Regions from separate parts of the Mus musculus genome. Here all the other regions are linked to region 2. The links are chromatin contacts, called in public Hi-C and HiChIP or PLAC-seq maps. All regions are on one chromosome and are shown on one strand. The core of a region is the stretch at or near the end of the contact, and the rest is flanking DNA. Distances in the headings are between cores, read along the strand shown. Region 1 has its middle 110 kb from the start of Platr5. Region 2 holds the start of Sh3bp4 (SH3-domain binding protein 4). Region 3 has its middle 85 kb from the start of Platr5.

Region 1 (2,802 bases), core at 303-2,802, 200 kb after region 2:
TGCTGATGGGTTCCTTGCCCTCCTCCCCAACTGTTTCCTTGCCCCCTTTCCCTCCAATCCCCTCTTCTTCCCATCTGCATCTCCTTCCATCACTCTTTCCTCTTTGTCCTCCTCTTTCTCTTTCTGCACCCCCTTCTCCATCTCCTCCCCATTGCCTTCACCGTCTTTTTTGTCTTTGCTCCCCCATTATGTCTTATCAATAGAGCCCACGATGACAGGAGGAACGGGCTGTGTGCTGCTGTCCAGCTATAGGCCCCTGAACGACTCCCCCATATGTGTGCAGAAGCAGAAGCATTTGTGTGTGCACAATGTTTGTGCAGCACATGGCTTCTCTGTGTGAGGCACACAGAGGTAAGTGTGGGTCACACCAGTGGGTACAACTATGCCATAGCTCCTTTCTCATTTCTATGACAAAATACTCTGACAAGGGTAACTTCAACAGGGAGGGGTCATTTTGACTCATGGTTCCTGAGTGACACAGTCCATCTTGGAAGGACAACATGGCAGCAAGTAGGGAATGCAGGTGGTGGCAGGAAGAGGCAGCTGGCTGATCACGCCATATATGTGCTCCGAAAGCAGAGAGTGAAGAGGAAGTAGGGATGGATAGAAAGGTCTGAGGCCTGCCTCCAGTGAGGCCCCACCTCCTAAATGCTTCCCCAAACCTCCTCAAACACTGTCCCCAGCTGGAGATCAAGTTCAAATATTTGAGCCCATGAAGGACATCCCAAATTCACACCACAACAGACCGTCCCAGCCCTTTGCCCAGAGGATTTGCACATCAAGAATAAACAATCTTTGGTGTTGTTTTATTAGTTACTGTTGTGATAGTCAGACTTGAAAGACTCAGATGCAAAGAAGATGGCAGGGAAAGCCATGTCGAGAACAGTGTTAGTTCACCAGGCACAGTGTCCTGACAGAGCCTGGATGACGTATGGATGGGATGCAGAACAGGCGTGACTCTGAGCCAGGCACTGCTCTGCTTACCCTCAGGTCCCCCCTGTGCTGAGACCTGTGGATTTGGGGACCTGGGTGAGTTGGTTTGAGGAGGCTGCCTACTCTTTACTCCTCTGGTTCTGTGTGGGGACACGGGGCTCAGGGTATATGATGACTTGCTTATAATTGCCTAGGTCCTGGTGCTTCTCCATTCTCCTCATCTTCTTGCCTTGAACAGGCTGCCCCATTTATTTTTCACACTGAAACCTAATCACGGCCAAAGCCATTTGAGGCTAAGCAGGAAGCCATTTTCTCCCTCGGAAGTTGGATTTCTAGCAGGCTGTTCTCTCAAAATGCAGCTCAGTTTTTTTTTTTTGAAGATGGATCAAAGTTCTATTAAATCATATTTATGGAGGCAGAGCCTACAGCTCCCATCAAAACTGTGGAGACACAGATGTTATACTGTGGGAGGAGACCGTCGGAGCCAGAAGATGGCCAGACAGCTGAGAAACGACATCTCCTGGGCAAGATACAGCCATGGAAACCATAGACAGCTATGGAAGCCTGTTCTGGGTCTGCATTGGCCCATGGACAGTTCAGGGAGTGGAGGAGGGGCCTAGGCCCTATTTTTCACTGCTGAACTATTTCCTAGGAATAAACTCAAAAGATTTACTGCCTTCAGTTGTGTTCTTACTGGTGATGCCATCAGGCTCCAGAGTCAGTCCCAACCCAACAGCTGCACACATGGCTCTGATAAAGCAAATGGTAAAGCACAATAAACCTCAAAGTCTTGAATGTAGGAAAGTGACAGGTAGGGAGGAGGGAGGTGGGTAGGAGCATGGCAGTGGGGTGGTACCCAGAATGAACTGTTAACATGTATGAAATCAGCAAAGAATGAACACAAAATAATAGCTGGTAGGTTTTTCTCTGCCAGTGAAATGAACCAATTCAAGCCAGATTAAAATATGTACATGCAGGTCTATTGCCATAGGGAGGGGAAAAAGAGGGGAAGGGCAAGAGAGAAAGCCCAGGCAGGGTGAGAAAGAGGAGAGAGAAGAGAAGAGAAACAAGGAGAGCACAAAATGTCTGGATTATATTGGGATGAGCCTTTTGGGGACGGGCCCCACCGCCCCTGGGCTGGAGTGTTCAGGGATGGGGGCAGGGTATGGGATTGAGGGGTGCTGGAAAACCCTGGAGGCCTGGTCTGCTTTGGTGTGTAAAATATGCACCTCAGCCCCCTGTCCCAGGCCTGAAATGTAGCAATAACAACAGGAATAAAAAACAACTTTAGGAAAGAGAGACAAAACATAAATTCCTTTCTTCTTTCTTTCTTTTTTTCTTTCTTTCTTTCTTTCTTTCTTTCTTTCTTTCTTTCTTTCTTTCTTTCTTTCTTTCTTTCTTTCTTTCTTTCTTTCTTTCTTTCTTTGAACTATGTTTATTGGATAGAATTTAATTTAGGGACAGGCTTACCTAAGACAATCCTCTAGCCATCTGTGATATTTTATGAACTGACAGGCAATGCTCTACTTAGCAGACCTCCTTAGCTATCTCAAACAGAGGGCAGTAAAGCCAGCATCAGAGTGTGTGTGTTTAGGTGTGTACACGCACACACACGTGTTGCATGTGACCTCAGGTGTCATTCTTTAGGCCGCTCAACTATTCTGAGACAAGGATCTCTCACCAACCTGGATCTTACCAGGTAGGTCAGGTGAGCTGCCTGCAAGATCCAGGGATCCTCCTCTGTCCTCTGTCCTCTGTCCTCTGTCCTCTGTCCTCTGTCCTCTGTCCTCCAAGCATCTGCCACCACAGCAGGCTTTCTTGCATCGTTTCTGAGAATCACACTCAGGTCTTCAAGGTTGCCTGGCAAGT
Region 2 (2,700 bases), core at 146-2,645:
AAACCACCCATTAATTTTTATGGTTGGCCCAGGAAGCAGATTGAGAATCATTACTGTCATTTTTACAAGGCTCGGTACCAAAACCACGGACTGGGCTGAGGTTTCGGCCCTCCCACCACCATTCTCTCCATCTGTACCCACCATCTCATGGGAAACCCCAGTACATCAAAAGGGTACTCATAACTATCAGAAACAGCCTTTGTGGTAAGGCAGGTCAAAAATTCCAAACTTTGGGCACGAGACAATCAAGGGTTTCAAGCAAGGGTTTTCTTGAGGTTAGGCAAGAAGGCGCCAGGTATAATTCAATGATTAAATCTACAAGGCTGCGACATCCCCACCCCCCACCCCCAACGAATGTGGGATCGGCGTAGATCTCGTGTTTATTTCCGCTCTGGACACTCATTGCTTTTATAATCAGAGCAAAAGTTATACGAACTTTATTTCTGCTGCTAAATCACAGAACACCAATCTGATGCACTAACAAGGGAAGAATAAACACGAATAAAGCCCAGCATGGTATTCCCTTTCAAATCTCATAGCTCCACGAGGCTCCACAACCTTCTGCGCACGCAGAGCGGCCAGCCAGCTCTCCGCCACTCCTCCCGCGCGGCATCTGCAGGCGCCCCACACCCGGGAAGGGCCAGCGCCAGCCAGCCCCACAGTCCGCACCGCTAAGCCCCCCAAACCTGCATACTACAACGCCAGATCCCAGCTGGGAGCCTCCTGGCCCCCAAACCCTCTAACAAGACACACTGGGCGGCGCAGGGCGGCTTCACGGTAAACAGCACTTGCAGAACAACGCTCCTCTATCCTAACCGCTCCCACCCGCACACCCCAGCGCTGTCACCTCGGGGCTGCGCGGTCACTCGATCACCAAGACAGAAACTGGAGTTTTCAATTTCATCCTCCAGGAGGGCTCTCCGAAGAAGTTGAAATGTGCATTGTCACCAAGTTTAACCCAAAGCCGCGCTCTCTTCGCTCCTTCTCAGAACCGCGCGGGTGGCGCCGCGACCCCCTCCGCCCTCCCCGCGCCCCGGGCCCTAGCGACCACGATCCGCAGCCCAGGTCGGGCTGTGACCACAGAGGGCAGGGAACCGGGAGCTCAAGGGGCTCGGAGCTGCTCCAGGCTAGCCGCGCCCCAGAGCCCGGGATGCTGCCCAAAGCCACAGCGCGCGCGGGGATAGGGTGCGCCGTCCGACCCTAGGCTCCTACCTGGCTCGCATGGCGCCCCACGGGTCCTGCGGTTCTCTTGTCCTGTGGGGCTCACCCGGCCGGGGGCGCGCGCGACTCCCGGTACCGCGGCCTCAGCGATCGAGGCAGCAGAGGTGGTGAGGTGCCCAGACGCCGCGACAGCCCAGAGCGCTCGGCCCCCGCCAGCGGGCGCAGAGGTGGTCTGGGCCGGGGCGGGGCGCGAGCGCGGGCGGGGCCGGGGCGCAAACAGCGGGCTCCAGGAGGGCGGAGCGCAAGCAGAGACCGCGGGAGGGGCGGGGCCAAAGCTGGGGGCGGAGCGAGGAAGAGGCGGGTCAAGCTCAGGCTGGGGCGTAGGGACCGGGGGCGGAATCGCACTCTCAAGGCGGAGTCTTTGTCGGAGAGGCGGGGCCTAGACGATACTGGGGCAAAAGTGGGCGGGGTGTGCTCAAATGAGCGTGGTCAATATGAGGTTGGAGCAAGTAGGGGCTGTGCCTCGAGCTGGGGGAGGGCAGTTCTTAGTAAAGGCGGGGCCTGGATGAAGGGGGCGGGATGTCCCGGAGGGGCGGGGCCGACTGAGCCGCTGATTTACTTAAAGAAGCGGCTTGGCTTACTGGCGCCTCCAGTGCTCCGGCGCGATTCCCGCCAACACTCCTTGTCTCCTTCCTTAACAGCGCCAGTTAAGAGAGTGGGGTTAGGGCCTCGGGATCTTTACCCCTGGACCCAGAAATGAGCAAAGATGATGGAGACCTCCGGTGCTCTGTTTTGGGGAAGCCTCTGATCCCCCGGGAGTGGTTAAGCAGTAAAACCGAGAAAAAACAAACAAAACTCAGCTTAGGGAACAACTACAAGTGGAGGAGAGCTGCCTGCGAGGCAGATTGCAACTGAATACATGTCAGCATAGTTACACTTCCTCTGCCCAGACTCACATACAGAAGTAGACGCTCGATGCGAGCTCAGTGAATGAACACACTGCGAGGCAGCGGAGCAAAAGCCCAAGCTCATGAGTCATCTCTCACGGGAGTAGACAGAGGCCTGTAGGGGTTGATTGCCTCAGTGAGGTCGAACCAGCCTTTGACTGCTGTGGTGGTGAGGCCAGGGAATGAAGGCTTCCACTTGGAACCAGTGGCAATCATGTCTTCAATGTTGCCACAGATCCAAATCCAGCAGCCCACTGAGTCCATCTTCACTATCATCGCTGGCGACAGATACCATTTATATTTTCTAAGTGACTTCAGACGTTAACACAGATTATCATATTCGGCAAGATCACATGGGAGAGGGCTTCAGAGTCGGAATACTAGCCAGTTTTCTATCTCCCGTGTTCTTTATGCTCCCCTTCCACTCCACCCTTGCACTCGGGCTGCCCGCCTTCCCCCACCCCCACCCCCACCCCGCTCTAGATGTAGTCCTAGTGGAGTCAGGTAGACATACTGGTCAACCTAAGGCTAAGAGGGTAGAATTTCATATTCTCTTAGAACATGGAAACGAGTACAATTACTCCTTAAGTGT
Region 3 (2,700 bases), core at 156-2,655, 230 kb after region 2:
GAGAGAATGAACTGGAGATGGGTGGGGGCTATAAATGCCCAGAACCCGCCCCTAGTGATGTACCTTCTCCAGCAAGGCTCTGCCTTTCTAAAGGTTCCATGATACATGCCACCCTTCCCCCCCCCCCCCCCCCCCCCGCCGAAACACCACCACCAAATGGGGACCAAATACTCAAATACAAAAAGCCTACAAGAAACATTTCTCATTCAACCCATCTCATCAAGCACGGGAAAAGATTAAATGTCATTTGACTACTCAAGGGGGAAAAAAAATCCCGTAATTCAGAAATTTGCTGATGTAGCAGGAATCCTGGGCCATGTGAGTCAGGGTGCCTGAGCTCTTATCTCAGCTGTGTCATTACCTGTGGGCAAATCTCCTGGACTCGGTACTGTTGTTACATGGTGGGATATATAATTAGAAATCCAGAGCTAAGTACACTGCCATCCACCAAGGTGCTTTCAGTATTTCCCACATGGTTGGAGAGCTCGGACCCTGTTTGATGATCTACCAATGACTTGGACTGTGGGGGAAGAGTCCAGAGAGACCCTGCTTCTTCTGTCTATCAACAACTCTTCAAAAGGCAATCAGTAGAAAGGCTCTGGGAAGGTCCAGAGTCTCAGGAATAATGATTACGTATTAGCCTTTAGAGAGCTCCACTTTCTGCCAGGAATCTCCGTCAAACGCCACAGGCAGATGATTCAAGACCTCTGCTCTGCTCTGGATCCTCCTGCAACGTCCCTGGCAAGAGGAAAGATATTCTAGGAGGACATACATACTCCTCCCTTTGGCTACCAGACTCTTGAGACAATGGAATCTCTCAAATCAAAATTTCCCAGGAATCCCTCACTGATAAATAAATAAATAAATAAATAAAAATAAAAAAATAAAAAAAAAGAAGGCTGGGAGCTTAGTACTGGTGGGAGGAAGCGCTTGTCTCCTGTCACCTTTTCAGGCTACCAGTGATGGGCGTAGAGGTAAAGCCTGCCCTCTTAGGGCTTCTAGGCCCAGGCTCTGATCCTAATAACTCTGGTTCAGCGGGACTGAGGAGGGTGCCCGGCCTGTGGGCGATCTCTGGGGATCAGAGGCTGTAACTCCAAGGGTATCCTCACTTTCCCTCTAGTACCCCTGGCAACTCACAGGGAGTCTCCTGAGCCTACCCAAGCCCCTCCTGATCCAGGAGCTTAGAGAAGTGAGTCCGAGGGAGAGTCTCCACAGTGAGTTAGCTGTGTGCCCCGATTTGGTGCCATTTGGAAGGAATGCTCTTCAACAGAGCCCTTTCTCCCAAGACTGCTTTCAGACTGCAGTCCTTTTGTTCCGGAATCGCTTTGTTTCCTTTTCATTTGAGCCCCAAAGCCATTAGGCCTCACACTCCCTGCTCTGTGTGGGCATCCAGACAGGGATTGCAGATGGCTGGACAGAAGGGGCCTTGTGCTCTCAGCTGGATTTGCCCCGGGAGCTTCCTCTAATGTATAGCATCTTTCACTAACATTTGCTTTTTCAAAGCCGCCTTCCCTGCACAGAGGTTCTTTCTGTACCCATGACACAAATCCTGCCTCTGCTTTTCTTCATTGTAAGTTTATTTGTTTCGAGCCTTTCATAGAAACACACCCCTGGCTTCTTACTTTAGCAGTGCAGACCGTGGATTCTCTGCCAAAAAGATGGTCTCCTCTGGGGTCCACCCTACTGATCACATACTCCCTCTCAACCACTCCCTTCTCTCTCTCTTCCCTTCCACCCCTCCCCTCTCTCAATCAAAGTCTTTTCTTCAGAAAGCAAAGCAACTGAGTTAGGTCTTCTTCAGGTTCCTCTTTTTTCTTTAAGATGCCAGTGCCTGGAGCTGGACGGATTTTGCCCAGCTGCCATCCACCAAGGTGCTTTCAGTATTCAGAGTCCTGGGCCCCACCCAGGCCCCCTGAGCCTCAGGGGAGGTGCAGCCCCGGTAGTTTGTATTCATAGCAAATGCCCCAGGTGTTTCAGAGGAGACAACTGAATTTATTTAGCAGCTTGCTTCTGCTTGCAGGAGTAAACAATCCTTTCAGAACATCGTGGAGGGAGGTGCAGGACAGCCTGGGGGCACCCCCACCTGCTCCTGCTGCTCCCTAAGCAGCCTTGGCTTTGCTGCAGGACACAGGTGTGTAGGATTTGGCATAAGGAGAAAGCACAACAGACAGCTTTGGAAACTAATGATCTCTGGCTACTCCTGAGACTCCCTTCCCCCAAAGCTTTTTTTTTTTTTTTTTTTTTTTATTCCAGGGTTTCAACCTAGTGCAAACCAAGTACAAGCTTAGCTTAGAGTTAAGGACTGGTCATGAACATGATGACAGCTACATATAGTAATGGGCTCTTTCCAAAGACTCCATCCTTCACCCAGTCTTCCTGAAGGATGCCGAAGCCCAGGGTTGGTTAGTGTTACTCTGGAGACTGGAAGCAGAATTCCTCTCCGTCCACTTAAAGAGCACACATATCAACACTTTATCCGGATAGGAATGGACATCTCTTTGCCCTCTTCTGAGGATTGATGGAGAGCCGGTGCTCCTTCTCCTATGAGAGACTGAGAGACTGATGAAAACTGATCTATCCTAAAGCTGGTTCCAACTCTATACATGCTGTTCTCCTAACTCAGTCAGATCGATGGGAGACGCTCTGGCACCATTCAGTGCAGAGAAAAGACAATCATAAAAGAATTGCCTGCCACATGAC

What was found. A called contact is a pair of places that touch in the nucleus more often than the background predicts. HiChIP or PLAC-seq counts read pairs in DNA pulled down with a chosen protein or histone mark.
Region 1: a Hi-C map of uterus shows a contact between it and region 2. The contact joins the enhancer-like site here to the promoter of Sh3bp4 in region 2. A contact is called at or near these places in 8 of 39 promoter capture datasets (the 3T3-L1 cell line, the C10 cell line, embryonic stem cells and 3 more), 1 of 15 datasets of contacts at CTCF or cohesin (the NIH/3T3 cell line), 7 of 484 Hi-C or Micro-C datasets (the Patski cell line, adipose-derived mesenchymal stem cells, embryonic fibroblasts and 2 more) and 16 of 115 datasets of contacts at active chromatin or transcription factors (the NIH/3T3 cell line, bone marrow-derived dendritic cells, craniofacial prominence and 11 more).
Region 3: an H3K4me3 HiChIP or PLAC-seq map of neural tube shows a contact between it and region 2, with 6 times the contacts expected there. The contact joins the enhancer-like site here to the promoter of Sh3bp4 in region 2. A contact is called at or near these places in 8 of 39 promoter capture datasets (the 3T3-L1 cell line, 3T3-L1-derived adipocytes, cranial neural crest and 3 more), 1 of 484 Hi-C or Micro-C datasets (ganglionic eminence), 23 of 115 datasets of contacts at active chromatin or transcription factors (the NIH/3T3 cell line, astrocytes, a beta-TC-6 cell line and 16 more) and 1 of 9 other capture datasets (pancreatic islet).

What each region holds. Positions count from the first base shown.
Region 1 is chr1:88,866,026-88,868,827 of GRCm38.p6, reverse strand. No RefSeq gene overlaps it. Among named protein-coding and RNA genes, the nearest start is that of Platr5, 110 kb to the right of the region's middle. Within about 2 kb of position 1,552, at least 5 of the 459 cell types and tissues checked have an H3K27ac peak or open chromatin away from gene starts, as enhancers often do. A contact at or near this core is called in uterus, where this site is marked.
Region 2 is chr1:89,069,110-89,071,809 of GRCm38.p6, reverse strand. Sh3bp4 (SH3-domain binding protein 4) reads right to left here and starts at 1,395. Exons shown (of 6, transcript NM_133816.3): 1 at 1,213-1,395.
Region 3 is chr1:88,838,991-88,841,690 of GRCm38.p6, reverse strand. No RefSeq gene overlaps it. Among named protein-coding and RNA genes, the nearest start is that of Platr5, 85 kb to the right of the region's middle. Within about 2 kb of position 1,405, at least 83 of the 459 cell types and tissues checked have an H3K27ac peak or open chromatin away from gene starts, as enhancers often do. A contact at or near this core is called in astrocytes, differentiating embryonic stem cells, embryonic basal ganglia and 9 more, where this site is marked.